5 separate regions of the Mus musculus genome follow, and all the other regions are linked to region 2. The links are chromatin contacts, called in public ChIA-PET, Hi-C, HiChIP or PLAC-seq and promoter capture Hi-C maps. All regions are on one chromosome and are shown on one strand. Each heading gives the region's core, a stretch centred on a gene start, on an enhancer-like site or on the middle of the called end of the contact. The rest is flanking DNA. Distances are from core to core; before and after follow the strand shown. Region 1 has its middle 22 kb from the start of Tspan17. Region 2 holds the start of Zfp346 (zinc finger protein 346). Region 3 holds the start of Faf2 (Fas associated factor family member 2). Region 4 holds the start of Gprin1 (G protein-regulated inducer of neurite outgrowth 1). Region 5 holds the start of B4galt7 (xylosylprotein beta1,4-galactosyltransferase, polypeptide 7 (galactosyltransferase I)).

What was found. Promoter capture Hi-C pulls out the DNA fragments that hold promoters and counts their contacts. Hi-C and Micro-C count contacts between places; a contact is called where the count stands out from the background. ChIA-PET counts read pairs in DNA pulled down with a chosen protein or histone mark. HiChIP or PLAC-seq counts read pairs in DNA pulled down with a chosen protein or histone mark.
Region 1: a contact with region 2 is called in an H3K4me3 HiChIP or PLAC-seq map of forebrain, with 6 times the contacts expected there. The contact joins the enhancer-like site here to the promoter of Zfp346 in region 2. A contact is called at or near these places in 6 of 39 promoter capture datasets (the 3T3-L1 cell line, the C10 cell line, the SN4741 cell line and 3 more), 1 of 484 Hi-C or Micro-C datasets (bone marrow-derived macrophages), 14 of 115 datasets of contacts at active chromatin or transcription factors (the 230-238 cell line, the NIH/3T3 cell line, bone marrow-derived macrophages and 9 more) and 4 of 9 other capture datasets (adipose tissue, liver, macrophages and 1 more).
Region 3: an RNA polymerase II ChIA-PET map of effector CD8 T cells shows a contact between it and region 2, with 8 read pairs. The contact joins the promoter of Faf2 here to the promoter of Zfp346 in region 2. A contact is called at or near these places in 9 of 39 promoter capture datasets (the C10 cell line, HPC-7-derived erythroid cells, cranial neural crest and 5 more), 2 of 484 Hi-C or Micro-C datasets (CD4 T cells and CD8 T cells), 2 of 115 datasets of contacts at active chromatin or transcription factors (effector CD8 T cells and thymic regulatory T cells) and 1 of 9 other capture datasets (pancreatic islet).
Region 4: a contact with region 2 is called in a promoter capture Hi-C map of neural stem cells. The contact joins the promoter of Gprin1 here to the promoter of Zfp346 in region 2. A contact is called at or near these places in 6 of 39 promoter capture datasets (the SN4741 cell line, cranial neural crest, embryonic stem cells and 3 more), 1 of 484 Hi-C or Micro-C datasets (embryonic stem cells), 14 of 115 datasets of contacts at active chromatin or transcription factors (embryonic basal ganglia, embryonic forebrain, embryonic hindbrain and 8 more) and 2 of 9 other capture datasets (adipose tissue and macrophages).
Region 5: a Hi-C map of double positive thymocytes shows a contact between it and region 2, with 5 times the contacts expected there. The contact joins the promoter of B4galt7 here to the promoter of Zfp346 in region 2. A contact is called at or near these places in 6 of 39 promoter capture datasets (the SN4741 cell line, erythroid cells, hematopoietic stem and progenitor cells and 2 more), 4 of 484 Hi-C or Micro-C datasets (double positive thymocytes, embryonic stem cells, erythroblasts and 1 more), 2 of 115 datasets of contacts at active chromatin or transcription factors (bone marrow-derived macrophages and memory CD8 T cells) and 1 of 9 other capture datasets (macrophages).

What each region holds. Positions count from the first base shown.
Region 1 is chr13:54,810,272-54,812,971 of GRCm38.p6, reverse strand. No RefSeq gene overlaps it. Among named protein-coding and RNA genes, the nearest start is that of Tspan17, 22 kb to the right of the region's middle. Within about 2 kb of position 1,256, at least 11 of the 459 cell types and tissues checked have an H3K27ac peak or open chromatin away from gene starts, as enhancers often do.
Region 2 is chr13:55,104,054-55,106,804 of GRCm38.p6, reverse strand. Zfp346 (zinc finger protein 346) reads right to left here and starts at 1,496. Exons shown (of 7, transcript NM_012017.2): 1 at 1,287-1,496. The coding sequence starts at 1,461.
Region 3 is chr13:54,620,369-54,623,132 of GRCm38.p6, reverse strand. Faf2 (Fas associated factor family member 2) reads right to left here and starts at 1,349. Exons shown (of 11, transcript NM_178397.3): 1 at 1,230-1,349. The coding sequence starts at 1,292.
Region 4 is chr13:54,748,557-54,751,256 of GRCm38.p6, reverse strand. It overlaps Gprin1 (G protein-regulated inducer of neurite outgrowth 1), which reads left to right and starts at 1,383. Exons shown (of 2, transcript NM_001316710.1): 1 at 1,383-1,687.
Region 5 is chr13:55,598,510-55,601,209 of GRCm38.p6, reverse strand. B4galt7 (xylosylprotein beta1,4-galactosyltransferase, polypeptide 7 (galactosyltransferase I)) reads right to left here and starts at 1,314. Exons shown (of 6, transcript NM_146045.2): 1 at 1,018-1,314. The coding sequence starts at 1,067.

The sequences.
Region 1 (2,700 bases), core at 7-2,506, 290 kb after region 2:
AGAAAGAAAGAAAGAAAGAAAGAAAGAAAGAAAGAAAGAAAGAAAGAAAGAAAGGAGGAAAGAAAGAAAGAAGACAGAATCAGCCCACAGTGGCAGAAAGCAGCTTGATGGCCTGTGGCAAGTGAGGAAGAGCAGAGCTGCTGAGCAGTCCCAGGGCACCTTAGGGTGCTGAGATGGTCTCCAGCCTGATTGCGGTAGAAGTCTCCCGGAGAACAAAAGCATCTATAAAATGCATTGAAGTATGGACTTAACATGGGTGCATTTAGTCTGAGTCTTAGGCATACCTCCGTTCCCCAGGTACAGAGAAGAGGCTGCCAGCTTCAAACCCACTCAGAAACTCTGTCTGCACCTGTCTTCTCATGAGAGGGTGTGTTCAACCTCACCCTCAGCGTCTCCTATTTTCCCATTTCGTCAGTCAAGACTCTCTATATTTATAGTTTTTCCATCTATGTGTGTATTTTCTGGGTGGGGGAGGGTGCACTAAAGTGTGTGCAGAGAACAGAGGACAACTTTCAACATGGATTCTGGGAGTCAAACTCAGGTCTTCAGGCTTTGAGCCATTTTCTTGGACCTTAGTCAAAACTTGTTTGTTTGTTTGTTTGTTTGTTTGTTTGTCTATTTATCTCTATTTTATATGTACTGTTGTGGGGGGTGTCAGAGCTCCTGTAATTAAGGTTATGAACAGTTGTGAGCTGCCATGTGGCTTATGGGAATCAAACCCAGATCCTCTGGAAGAGCAGCCAGTGCTCTTAATGGCTGAGCCATCTCTCCAGTCCCTAGTCAAAACTCTTGGTTGCAAGTGGCCGAATCCAAAAACAAAAAACAAAACAAGGGTGGGAGGGGGATTCTGCCATCAGATATGGCTAGATCTAAGGGCTCAAATATGGTCCCCAGGGTTGGCCATGATTTACTGATCCTGTGTTTCTCTGCATCATTCCTGCAGAGGGCCATGCTCAGGAAAGCAGTTGTGGGCAGATCTGGAGCTTGAAGAAGGAGCATATGTTTCCGAGCAAAACCAGAGAGCAACAGCCATTTGTCCACTCTCCACAGCCAGGAAGCTGGAGCATGCTGTCCCACGCATGGGTTCTGTGACCCTGCCCCTGAGAGGACATGGGTGGGATCCACACAGGAATACCCAGATGGTGAGGAAGATTCGAGGACCAGGCAGAAGCAGCAGATACCTGACACTCAGCCACCCGTGAGCTACTGATACTCTCCTGAGCACATCACAGGTACCACAAGAATCCAAGCCTGGCAGGAAACGGATGAGACAGGAAATTGACTCTATTTTTGAGCCCTGTAGAAAGCAGTAGGCTGTTCTGAGTCCATATGACTCAGGGAAACGAGTAGAGATTCTCCGGAATTCTAATTACTGCAGCTCCTCCTGGCTAGAACAGGTTTTCTAGTTTGCCCCCAGCTCCGTGTTCTCCATCTGGAAGCCAGATGTCTTCTTCCCCTCACCACAGAGATTCCACTGACCTGAACATATCGTCTGCCTGAGGGATCAACACCAATTCCTTTGAAACCTAAGTCTTTCCTGGCATCCCATTCCCTTCTGGTCACCTATCATTCTGGCAATGCCATTTGAACTTGCCCAATACATGAACTTTCTCAGGCACTTGGTATTAAAGGGTCTCCTTGAGCTGTTTAGAATGTTCTTTAGGGACCTGCTGAATTTTTACTCAACTGAATAAGCGTTAAGTATTGGCTCAGTTGGAAATGAGAGGAAAGATAGTTCCTACCCTCATCTCTTCCCTGCTAACCTTCATACACCTTATTTATTTTCTTGTGTTATTGCTTTGGCAACGAAGCACGAAGGGTTAGTATCTGCATCTGCATCTGTCTCCTAACATCCCAATGTTAAGAATAAAGGTGAGACAGGCATAATGGTGCACACCTTAAACCCAACATTTGAGAGGCAGAGGCAGGTGGATCTCTGTGAGTCTGAAACTAGCCTGGTCTACAAAGTGAGTTTCAGGACAGTGAGGGCTACATAGTGAGAAGAAGGAGGAGGAGGAGGAGGAGGAGGAGGAGGAGGAGGAGAAGGAGGAGGAGGAGGAGGAGGAGAAGGAGAAGAAGAAGAAGAAGAAGAAGAAGAAGAAGAAGAAGAAGAAGAAGAAGAAGAAGAAGAAGAAGAAGAAGAAGAAGAAGAAGAAGAAGAAGAAGAAGAAGAAGAAAGGAGGAGGAGGAGGAGGAGGAGACGGAGAAGAAGAAAGTTATGTTCTAGATGTCTTTCAGCTGCCTTTTACGAGCTCTCTCTTCTACGTGACTCTTAGATGGCTTTTATCAAGTATTCTTTTTTGTTTTTTGATTGCTAAGAAATTATTATCTCTCAAAATCATAACTTGGGGGCTGGAGAGATAGCTCAGAAGTTAAGACCACTGGCTGCACTTCCAGAGGTCCTAAGTTCAATTCCCAGCAACCATAGGGTGACTCATAGCCATCTCTAATGAAATCTGTTGCCCTCTTCTGGCGTGCAGTCATACGTGCAAGCAGAATGCTGTACACATAATAATAAATAAATAAATCTCTAAATAAAATAAAAGCAAAGAAAAATCATAACTCAAACTTTAATGAATGCTTTTCCTAGATCAAAATCCACTAAGATCTGTAATCCAAAAGCTATAGAGTTATCCCTGAGCATCTTTCAGGAGCTGGTCCATTGTGTGGCTTTTCTCATCACTGTGACAAAAAGCACCT
Region 2 (2,751 bases), core at 247-2,746:
CTGCTTTTGTAGAGAACCAGGGGTTCAGTTCTCAACACCCACATGGTAGCTTATAATGGTACCTCGAGTTTCGGGGGATATGATACCTTCTTCTTATATCTTTGGGTACCTGTCATTCATATACACATACATGCAAGCAAAACACTCATCACATAAAATAAAAACATATTAAAAATTTAAATATATCTCCCTTTAATATGGTAAAAAAAAAAAAAAATCCCAATTTTATCCAGGGCAAGCAGTTCACAAACACATTAAACTTCCCAAGATTAGTCTGCTCAGCAAGCAAAATAACCAGGGAAAGACTTCTCTGCAGGGACCTGATAGGTTAGCACAGAAACCCAGATAACAGTTCTTGTACATTTGGGTTAGTATTAAGTAGCTAGCTCGGGAAGGGACTCTGAAAAGAGAAAGAGGCCAGCTCGCCCTGCACTCCTCTAGTATCCTTGTTACCCACCCAGTTTTGGTTCAAACAGAGCCATCTGGTAAGGTTCTGCCCAGAAGTGCACCCTGAGTGAGTATACACTGTTCTCCACAACTCTGCATCGAGTGTGAGATGAAGCAGTCAGAGGCAAGATGAATACCTAAGCTTCCCCGCCTCCTGGGCCTCCTCAGTGGAAAAAGCTGTTGGCAACAGACACAGAAATACGGTTTTGAAGGACATAGTGGTGCAAGCCAGCGATGCCCACACTGAGGCAGGGAGACCCATGCAAGTTCAAGGCCAGCCAAGTCTACCAAGGAAGAAACATGGCAAACCAGGACGCAGTCATCAAGCCCAGGAGCTGGGATTCAAGAAGACCTTCCAGAGCTCACGTTGGTCCTCCCTCTCACTAGGAAGGATGAGGGCAGGAGGTCCACCACGAGTTGGAACAGTGAGAGGCGTCGCAAAATAAATGTAATAATAATGAAGTAAATTAAATAAAGCTATTCGGATCTGTCAGAACCATAGGGCTTTGAGAGGAAAGAGAAGCAATGTGGAGTTGTGGAATTAAAGACAGACAGGGACGGGGGCTGGCTCGCCTACGAGTCAGGCTGGGAAAGTCCTGTCGCTGTCTAAGAGGACAAGACCTAGAATGGGGGGAAACTGTTCGCAAGTGAACGCCCTGGAAAGGAGGACGGACAAATTCCGCAGGGTAACGAGTTACTAGGTCCAGCACCCTTCGCGAGAGCGAGCTCGCAGCTCCGGAACGTCGTGCAGAGGCTGGCGGGCGCCAGGGGAGTGACAGGAGGCAGGGCCATCCCATCCCGCCTCGGTCCAGCCGCCAACCCCGGAGCCCCCGACTCACCTTCCTCCCTCCCCGCCGGCTGCGCACCGGACACAGCTTCCCACAGGCGACGCGCCCTCTCGCGGTCAAAGCGCACTCCGTCCGGTTCCCGACCCTCCGGCTCCTCGGAGCCCTTGTACGGTCCGGCTTCTCCAGGGTCCGCAGCATCCGTAGCATCGGGCGCAGGACACTCCATCTTTCCGGCAAGACGCGCCGTTAAGAAGCTGCGCATGCGGCCTGCTACCACGAGCAGTGGGTGGGCGGGGATTTGACCCGGCCAGCAACTCTCGCGAAGTTTGGGCTCTGCAGAGTCCCGCTGGGGCGGGGCCCTGAGGGGGCGGGGCCCAGAGGAGGCGGGGCCCAGAGGCTCATTTTGTTTTGGTTCCTCTGGCGCCTTAGGAGTCCAGTGAATTGGAAAAAAACGGTTCATGTTGATCACTTCTTAGCTCAGGGCTCTCAGTTTTGCTCAAGGTGAGCCACTGACGGACACTTGTCATTTCCTTTTTCTATATGTGGAAAATTATCTCCCATTTCTTTTCTTTTTTCTTTTTGGTTTTTCGAGACAGGGTTTCTCTGTGTAGCCCTGGCTGTCCTGGAACTCACTCTGAAGACCAGGCTGGCCTCGAACTCAGAAATCCTCCTGCCTCTGCCTCCCGAGTGCTGGGATCAAAGGCATGCACCACCATGCCCGGCAATTTCTCCCATTTCTTTGGAAGAGAACCTAAGACCCAGATTCTAGAAATGTTTTACTTAGCTTATTAAAGCAGACATAATGGTACAGCTCTTCATCTCAATACACAGGAGGTGGAGGATATAAGATTAGGAGCTTGAGGCCAGCCTGGGCTACCTGAGACCCTGTCTAAGAAGCACTTACTAATGGCTGAGCACGGTGGCTCATACTTGCTATTCCAAAATTTGGGAGACTAAGGTTAGAGAAATGCACATTTGAGAAAAAAAAGACATTGTTCGAGAAAAAGATAGTTAAGGCTGTGGTCAAAGTACTCTGGAGGACGCAAGACGACCAGGAGTTCAAGACAAACCTCTGCTCCAATAATAGATCATCTCTCAACGAAACAAAACACACCCACAAAACAAACAAAAACCCAGACAATAATAAGGTTGGATGTGGTGCCTGCCTGTAATTATATCACTCTGGAGGCTGAGGCAGGAGGATTGTCATGATGTATTTGAGGCTAGTGTTGGGAGCCATCTTCACTTTATGGGGTCTGGATGAGAGAGTTAGAGCTTCTCCTTGGTCTGCAGTATCTGATAAGTTCTTGGGCTTGTTCTCAGTTCATTCCCAATAAGTTTATGAGGTAGCATCCTCTGTTCTCAGGAATAAGTCGTTTATCAATCTCTGCCGATGAGTGGTGCCGAGCAAATAGGAGTTTGGGTCCACTGAGGAATACAGTTTACTTCTACCCTCAAGGTGGAGACACAGGCTGCTTGTAAAATGGAATCTTGGTCCATTTTACACGGTAGGAAA
Region 3 (2,764 bases), core at 100-2,599, 480 kb after region 2:
TAGTGGGCGGTGTCTGGCATTAAGGCTTAGCATAAAAAGTGCTAAAAAAAATCAATATTTAGCACATTTCCTATTAGAAAATGAGTTCTATTGACTTCAATTTATCTGGAAAATGATTATTAATAGTAACAACTGTTTAGGCACATTTTACAGTTTACAAAGTTGTCTTCTTCTTCTTTTTTTTTTTTTGTTTTTTTTTTTTTTGTTTTTTGTTTTTTCGAGACAGGGTTTCTCTGTGTAGCCCTGGCTGTCCTGGAACTCACTCTGTAGACCAGGCTGGCCTCGAACTCAGAAATCCCCCTGCCTCTGCCTCCCGAGTACTGGGATTAAAGGCGTGCGCCACCACTGCCCGGCCCCAAAGTCTTCTAAATACCGTGTAACACCCATAAACTCAGTTTACCTCCTAAAACATCCGCAAGGGAATAGACATTTTGAAGTTATATGTAAGAACTAAGGATACGGCTAATGCCATGGTTACCACCACCCGGGTGGCATCCTCCCACCAGACCCTCCACCTGATTAAAGTGCTTAGAGCCTTTTTTTTTTTAAAACAAAACAAAACAAAACCAGAAACATCCACTTAATGGGGCGGGTCCTGCAGGTTGCCACCCTCCTCAAGCAGAGTCAGCCGTTCAGGAGCAAGCCGAAGGGCAACAAATCCAGTCAGAGGCCTTCGATGATACTTCATGTTACATTGTTTCCTCCAGAGGCGTCCTCCCACATTTCTAGGGCAGGTGCCAGGTCTGTGTGTGGGCGCTTCTTTTCCCCACTACAACCACCCAACACGAGCCCTAGGGACCACCGAGAGACCCCCAGCAAGCGTCGGTGAATAACATGGGATGGTGGTGGTCTGCGGTCCAGCCCTGCAAGCTGATGCCAACTCTGCGATTGGGGATCTGAGTTATCTCTAGCACATCCCCACCAATCGATGGGCGGAGAGGGTCTGGCGGGTTAATCAGGCCGGCAAGGATTGCAGACCAGCGACGCTACGGGAAATCAAGGCAGCTGACCCACTGTGGTCGAGCCCGGCTAGCAGAGGTGGCTGGAAGGCTGAGGACCCACAGAGGTTGGGCGCCGGGGAAATCCGGGCAGTTGGCGTCTGGGGGGGAGGGGGCCGCCTGCGGGTTTGAAACTGGTCCCAACCCCAACCTGAGGATGGTTTTGCGCTCCTCTAGGGTCCCACTCCCCATCCCGCGGCGGCCTGGGCTGCACCGAGAACTCGCTGCTACCTGAAACTGCAGCAGCTTCTCGGTCTGCTCCTGAGTTAGATCCTGCTCCTCAGGCGCCGCCATTTTGCCGCCGCCTCTACGCTCCTGACCCGTCCGCACCGTCACCCGCCGGAAGTGATCTCAGGTGTAACCACTTCCGGCCTGAACCGCCGCCGGGACTCAACTGCGTCTGCGCGCGCTAACTCGCGGGCACCCTCCCCGCCCCCTTCCGAATCTCGCCACCAGAGGGCGACGTTCGCGTGTCTAGGCCGAACAATTCAGGACCCTGCCGATCTATCTCCCAAAGATCTAAAATTGATGAAAAGATGACAGACCCCAGAGGGTCAGTGTACCTCCAGGAGCTCGAGAGAGTCCCGCAATTTGGCTGCTCCTTAACCGTTTTTTTAAATTATCTACGATATTCTTGAAGATTTCTCAGGAAACGATTGCTTTCACGAAATAGCGCCAGTTTGATACTTAATCCTTTCATAAAGTTGGTCTGCCTTATTAGGGGAAACAGTGGTGAGGCTTTGTTGTCTCTTGCTAGGAGTGTCTGTAACCAGGTTAATGGTGCTTCCCAGACACTCAGCTCTGTACCTCGTCCAACCTCATGCCCAGGCCACTCGCCCTTCATCCCTTTGACAGACCAAAGATAAGATAGTTGGTCTGAGTCAAGGAAACTTGACTTTAAGTGTGTATGATTCCTTGCATACGAAGGGTATCCTGGAGCAAGCCACCTAGACTCTGTTACTTTTGGTTGAACGCGATTGACTTAAAGCCTGCCCATTCCTCCTTTGCCTTTTCCTGGGCACACTGCGGTGGCCAAGACTTGAAGATCTTGAACTCAAGAGCAACCTGCACTACATAATGAGACCGTGTGTCAAAACGACAACAATCAAAGGAACAACACACACACACACACACACACACACACACACCCCGAGTGCATTTTATTCCTAACCTTTAGGCCCTTCTTAGCCTAATATTGTCCAATAAAAACGTGAGCCACACGAGCAATTTTTTAATAGCAGCCATACTAGGGAGAAGTGATGTTCTGCTGATGGGAAACTAAATTATTAGTTCATCCATTACAGAAATCAGAATAAAGACTCCCCTCACAATTAGTTAGAACTGTTATACAACCCAGCTACACCAGTTCTGGTGCACACTTCCAAGAGTCAAAGTCAGTTTACTATAGACATACCTGTAATTCACATACTTACTGATATGCACAATAAATCATAGACTCAGCCTAAGTGTCTACCAGTAGATGAGTGGACAAAAAAAAAAAAAAAAGTCTGTATATAGCAGGGCATGGCAGCACATACCTTTAATCCCAGTACTCAGTTGGTAGAGGCAGGTGGATCCCTGAGTTCCAGGTCAGCCTGGTCTACAAATCAAGTTCCAGAACAGCCAGGGCTACACAGGGGAAACCCAGTCTCAAAAACAAAACAAAATTCTAGCACTGGAGAGATGGCTCAGCAGTTAAGAGCATTGTCTATTCTTCCAGAGGACTTAAGTTCAGTTCCCAGCACCAACATGGCAGCTCGAAAAAG
Region 4 (2,700 bases), core at 134-2,633, 360 kb after region 2:
TCGCCTCCACTCCATCTTATCAAAGGCTTGCGGCTTCATTTATAACCAGTCCTCACCTGAACCACTGCCACAGACTTCGCAATATACTTGGTTCTGCTCCAGAGTCATTCTGCCTCTGGTGAGACTGCTGAAAATCAAAGCTGGTTCTTGCCACTTTTGTGTGTCTCATGGACCTCCCAAGCCTCGGTTCCTTCCTGCTTGCCAGAAAGCCAATAATACTCACCTTGAGGGGGCATCTGGCAATAGGTGAAATGATGAATGTGGACCAGGGTTTGTAAATTCTGAAGCTAAGTACCCTCTTGGGCAGTGGAAAAACCATTTTCAGCACCAAGAAAATAGGAGAGCGACTCTTCTGTGCGCTGTCCGTGGTCCTGAAAACGGGTCCGTGCTCTCCGACATAAATTCCATTGTTTTGAGATTTTTTTTGGAAACAAAGTCTTGCTAGTTTTATTATATCAGTCTTGTCCAAGCTGATCAAGTACTCACTATATAGATCAGGCTGGCTCAGAACTCAGGATTACCGACCTGCTCTAGACACCTGAGTGCTGGGATTACAGGCAGTGTCGCTACTCCTGGCTTTTCCTGTGGATTTTAAATGTTCACTTGCCATCTAGATTTTCTTACTGTTATTAAGGTAAGGTAAACAGATAAGCAATGGTTACTAAAACATAAGCCCAAGTGTGGGGCTTCAGAAAGTGGCCTGTATAAATTTGCAACCCCAATTCGACCTACTAAGGAATGGTGTGACCACAAACAAGAAACTTAGCCATATTTGAAAAAAAAAAAAAGTGCGCAGACTATTCACTTGGCCTGATTGGACATGGAAGCCATTGACACCTAAAAGTCAAATTTTAGCTCTGTGTCCCTGTCTAAGATTTTCATTTGCATTAGTAATCTAGCAAGTGGCTTCACAGTTCAGGCACAGGGATCTTTTTACCACTTCCAAGATATCACAGAGTTCGCATCTGAGAAGTCCAAGGACAGGGTCCCACTCCTCTGCTCAAATGTAGAGAGAAACAGGCAGCGAGTCCTCACGCCTTCAGCGGTTCACTCAAGTGGACTCCTAAACACCTTCTTTCAAGCACTTTCTTTTTTAAGATCGCTATGAGGCGATTTAATACTAGTTACAGACGTAAAAACTGAGGCTCAAAGAGGCGAGGTGACTTGTTGGAGAGTATCCAGGAGGAGGAGACCGGGCATACCCAGACCAGAGAGGGTGGGCGGACTCCCCGTCGGGGAGGCTGCTGCAGGGAGGACGCCGAGCGCCTCCCAGCCCAGGGCCGCCACTCGCCGGAGCGTGGGCAGCAGCGAGACAAAGGGCCGGGGGCGGGGCGGAGGGGGCAGAGGCCGGAAGTGCGGCCGAGAGGGACGCGGGAAATTTCCTCGCTGAGGCAGCAGGCAAATCGGGAAGACCGGGGTTTCGGTGCGGCCGCCGCCCGTGCGCCCGCGGTGCTCCCAGCTGAGCACCAGGCGGGCGCGCGGTCCCCAGGGCCGGGCGGCGTCTGCCGGCCCTCGCGCGCCCCCGCGGCGCCCCCTCCCGGCTCCCGAGTGCACCCAGCGCGCATGCCCGGGGCGGGGCGCCCAGCCGACCAGGGACGGCGCGGAGTCGGGTCCGCCCGCCAGCGCGGCCGAGGAGCACCGGGGTGGTCTGCGCGGCGCGAGCCGGAGCTACGAGGAGCCGGCGCGGGTAAGCTGCGGGCGCGCGTTGGGCCGTAGGGCGCGCGGACCGGGGCCGCTGTCCAGGGTCCTGGGCCGCGCCGGGCATCGGGCTCGGGCTGCGGGGCGGGGGCGGCGGGGCGGGGCGCGGTGGGGCGGGGCCCCGGTGAACGGCCCCGGCCTGTGGTGTGGGCAGAGGCCGCCCCGCGTCCAGCTCCGCTGCCCGCCGCTTTGTTCCGCACCGCGGTGCGGGAGGGGGCGATTCCCGCCACCGGGGGGAGGGGCCGCTCTCATTGATTCATCCCACCCCGTCACACACCCAGTGTGGCACACAGTCCTGGACGTGGTCACACACCGCGTTCATGCTTGGGAACCTCATTTTTGGACGATGCCAAAGGTATACACACATACACACGCGAACACACACACACACACACACACACACACACACACACACACACACACACGGGCTTTGGTCATTCCATCAGATTCACACATCCGGCCACCTGTGCAACCCACCTAGTGCAACCCAGGTGAGGCTACGCACTCAGAGCATCAATCCTGGATCCAAGTCAGCAATACTCTAACCGACATCCAACCTCACTGCTCCGGCTCGTGCTTACGCCCCTCCTGTACCCTCCACCCTGGAGCAGGCTGTGACCCTGTGCACACCCTTGCATTGTCTCTTAGCCTGCTGCTCTTTTTCAACTGGCACTAGCACAAGTCCGCACACCTTTGAGCATCCATCCTTGCCCTTCTGTGGCTTGGTGGATGAACACATGGACAGATGGCCTGGGGAGTGTTTCTCAAAGAAGGCCTTTTGTTACAGACTCCTTCACCTGCAGCAGCTGCCGGGCGGGGGGGGGGGTCGCCGTGGGGTGGGGGGACACTAGGAGATGACAGGACAAGTGGCAGAAGACTGGGATTTTTTTCAGTCACACTCACAAATGTACACAAGCCTTTGTCAGTCTTGTTACCATAGCAGGAGATGTTTGCAGGTGCCTAGCAGCTCTGGCCCTGGCTGGGGGTGTAGAGATGACTCCA
Region 5 (2,700 bases), core at 65-2,564, 490 kb before region 2:
ACCTGTGACTTTGTTATTGTTATGGATCATAATATAAATATCTGATGTATGCAACCCATGGGGGGGCGCGACCCACAGGTTGAGAACCACTGGACTAGCCCAAGGTCCAAACAAAAAGATGCTTCAAGCCTAAAAGTGTAATGCCCCATAAATCTAGGCAGGAAAATCACCTCCGCCATTCTGTTTCAGTGAGAAATATCTTAAACTCGGGTATGAGCCAGACTCACACCTAACACTTAAAGCAGACCCCCACACAAGTACAGCAGCACAGGAAATGAACTACTGGGTGTGTCTAGTATAAGACAGGCAATGGCTAACCAACCAGGAAGAGAACACAGGAAGCTCTGTCTGGTGTGATCTTCCCGGCCAACCGCAAAGTATGAGAGGGCATGAAGGCGAAGGATAGGATTTGAAGTCACATGGATATGACGGGGCAGACAGAAAATAAATAAATAAATAAATAAAGACCTTCAGCGCCACAACACAGAGAGATCCGCTGTAAGAAACGAACAGAATCATCTGCTACATGAAAACAGACAGACAAACACACAAAGGCACAGGAGAAAGAGTGGTTCTCAGCCTTCCTACTGCTGCAGCCCTTTTATACAACTCCTCACGGTTGTGGTGGTCCCCAACCATAAATGTCGTCGTTATTCCACATTTGTGGTTTTGTTATTGTTATGAATCGTAACATAAATGTCTGATATATGCAACCCAAGGGGGCCGCGACCCACAGGTTGAGAGCCACTGGACTAGTTCGCGGTCCAAACAAAAAGATCAATGGAGAGAGCAAGGCAGAGACCCAGACACAGGGACGCGCAGAATAGAAGCTAGTAGGAAAAGAGAGCCGTGCAGACAATACCAATGACGTTCCCCCCACCCCCAGAGAACCACAAACACTCAGGGTGACCCCCAGAAACCCAGATGCGACAGCGTAGGGCTGCTAAGATTTGCAGGAGGTCGAGAAAAGGAATGGCACCCAGGGGGACGCGGCTCCTGCCCGTTGCGGCCGCTCACCTGCCATCCTCCCAGGGCAGCTGCGCCGCTTTCCTCCGGGAGGGCAACATCGTGGCGGGACACAGCAGGACATGGGGCTCTGGCTCAAAGCCCCGCTGCCCGGCCTGCCCAGCCTACGCGGCGTCTCCGCCCCCGCCCCGCCCCCCGGTCCGCCGAGTCCGTCCCTCCGGTTGGGCCGGCTGCACCTCAGAGCCACAGCTTATAAGGTTCTGCTGTCTGGAGAACCGATGGCGGGACCTAGCTAGGTTCTCACTACATACAAGGGCCCACTGGATGTCACAAGAAAGGGAGTTCCCTCCCATCACCCAAGTCAAAGGCGACCAAACAAGCTAGAGACTAGCTGGAACTAGACGTGTACTGCATAACAGAACGTCTGGGATAAGGTACATCTTCCTCCTTTTTCCCCCAAGTGAAGGCTGGTATCATCGCAGCATTCCTACGGTCAGCCCAGCAGAGAAAGCACGTACTCTTGGAGCATAAGATCCAGTTCAGAATTCGGAGCTGATCTCGGAAGACTGATTGTGCTTCAAACACTGCTCTGATAATTTAACAACGCTGAGGCGAGTCGATTTCTCTGTGACGGTTTCATCACTTGGGTTATATAAATTGTTCGTATTCTGTGTGGTCATTGTAGGAAACGAAAACCCATTTGGTGCAGTGCTTGGCACAGTCACACTATATAAATGCTGTCGTCCGATTTGAGAACCTAAGGAATGAATAGGAGACTGAGCCGCCTCTTTGCCTGTGTGAATTTATCTACTCTCTTCCCCTCTTCCCCACCTGGGAAAAGAGAGGCAGTTACTAGACTTCATGTCTGTTCTTTCAGGCAAAATTTAATATTCTAATAAGTACCTAACATTTATTAAGTTTTACTTTGTGCTACTCATTTTTTTTTAAGATTTAGTTATTATATGTAAGTACACTGTAGCTGACTTCAGACAGTCCAGGAGAGGGCATCAGATCTCATTACGGATGGTTGTCAGCCCGTGAGCCACCATGTGGTTGCTGAGATTTGAACTCAGGACCTCTGGAAGAGCATCGAGCCATCTCTCCAGCTCCTGTTCTAAGTTCTTTATGGCTGTGCTTTTATTCAGTCTTTATGAATAGGTATTATTTCCATTGTGAAGATGAAAGGACCAAGGCACAGGCAGGTCATTGGTTTGTGTGCACAATCTTTCCAGCCACAATCCATGATCTCCAATTTCAAGTGCATTGTTTCAAGGTAGATCTTCACTATTGGTTAAGTTAATTGTTCTTAACTTTCTTTCCCCTCTTAAACCCTAACAAACACAACTCAATGATTTGCTCTGTGGCTCACCTAGGGCTCTGCATCCCACACCAGAAACTTACCAAGTCAACCATAGATGGGGCAGACCTTTTTTTTTTTTTTAATTTTCTTTTAAGATTTATTTTATATATGTGAGTACACTGTCACTCTCTTCAGACACATCAGAAGGCATCGGATGCCCATTACAGACGGTTGTGAGACACCATGTGGTTGCTGGGAATTGAACTCAGGACCTCTGGAAGATCAGTCAGTGCTCTTAACCACTGAGTCATCTCTCCAGCCTGATGTGGCAGATCTTAAAGGCAGGATTGACCTCCTGCAGAGACCAGTTAGGCAGGGCCATCAGGCGATAAGACAGTCAGGTGACCTGTTGCTCTAGTGTTAGACCTCAAACT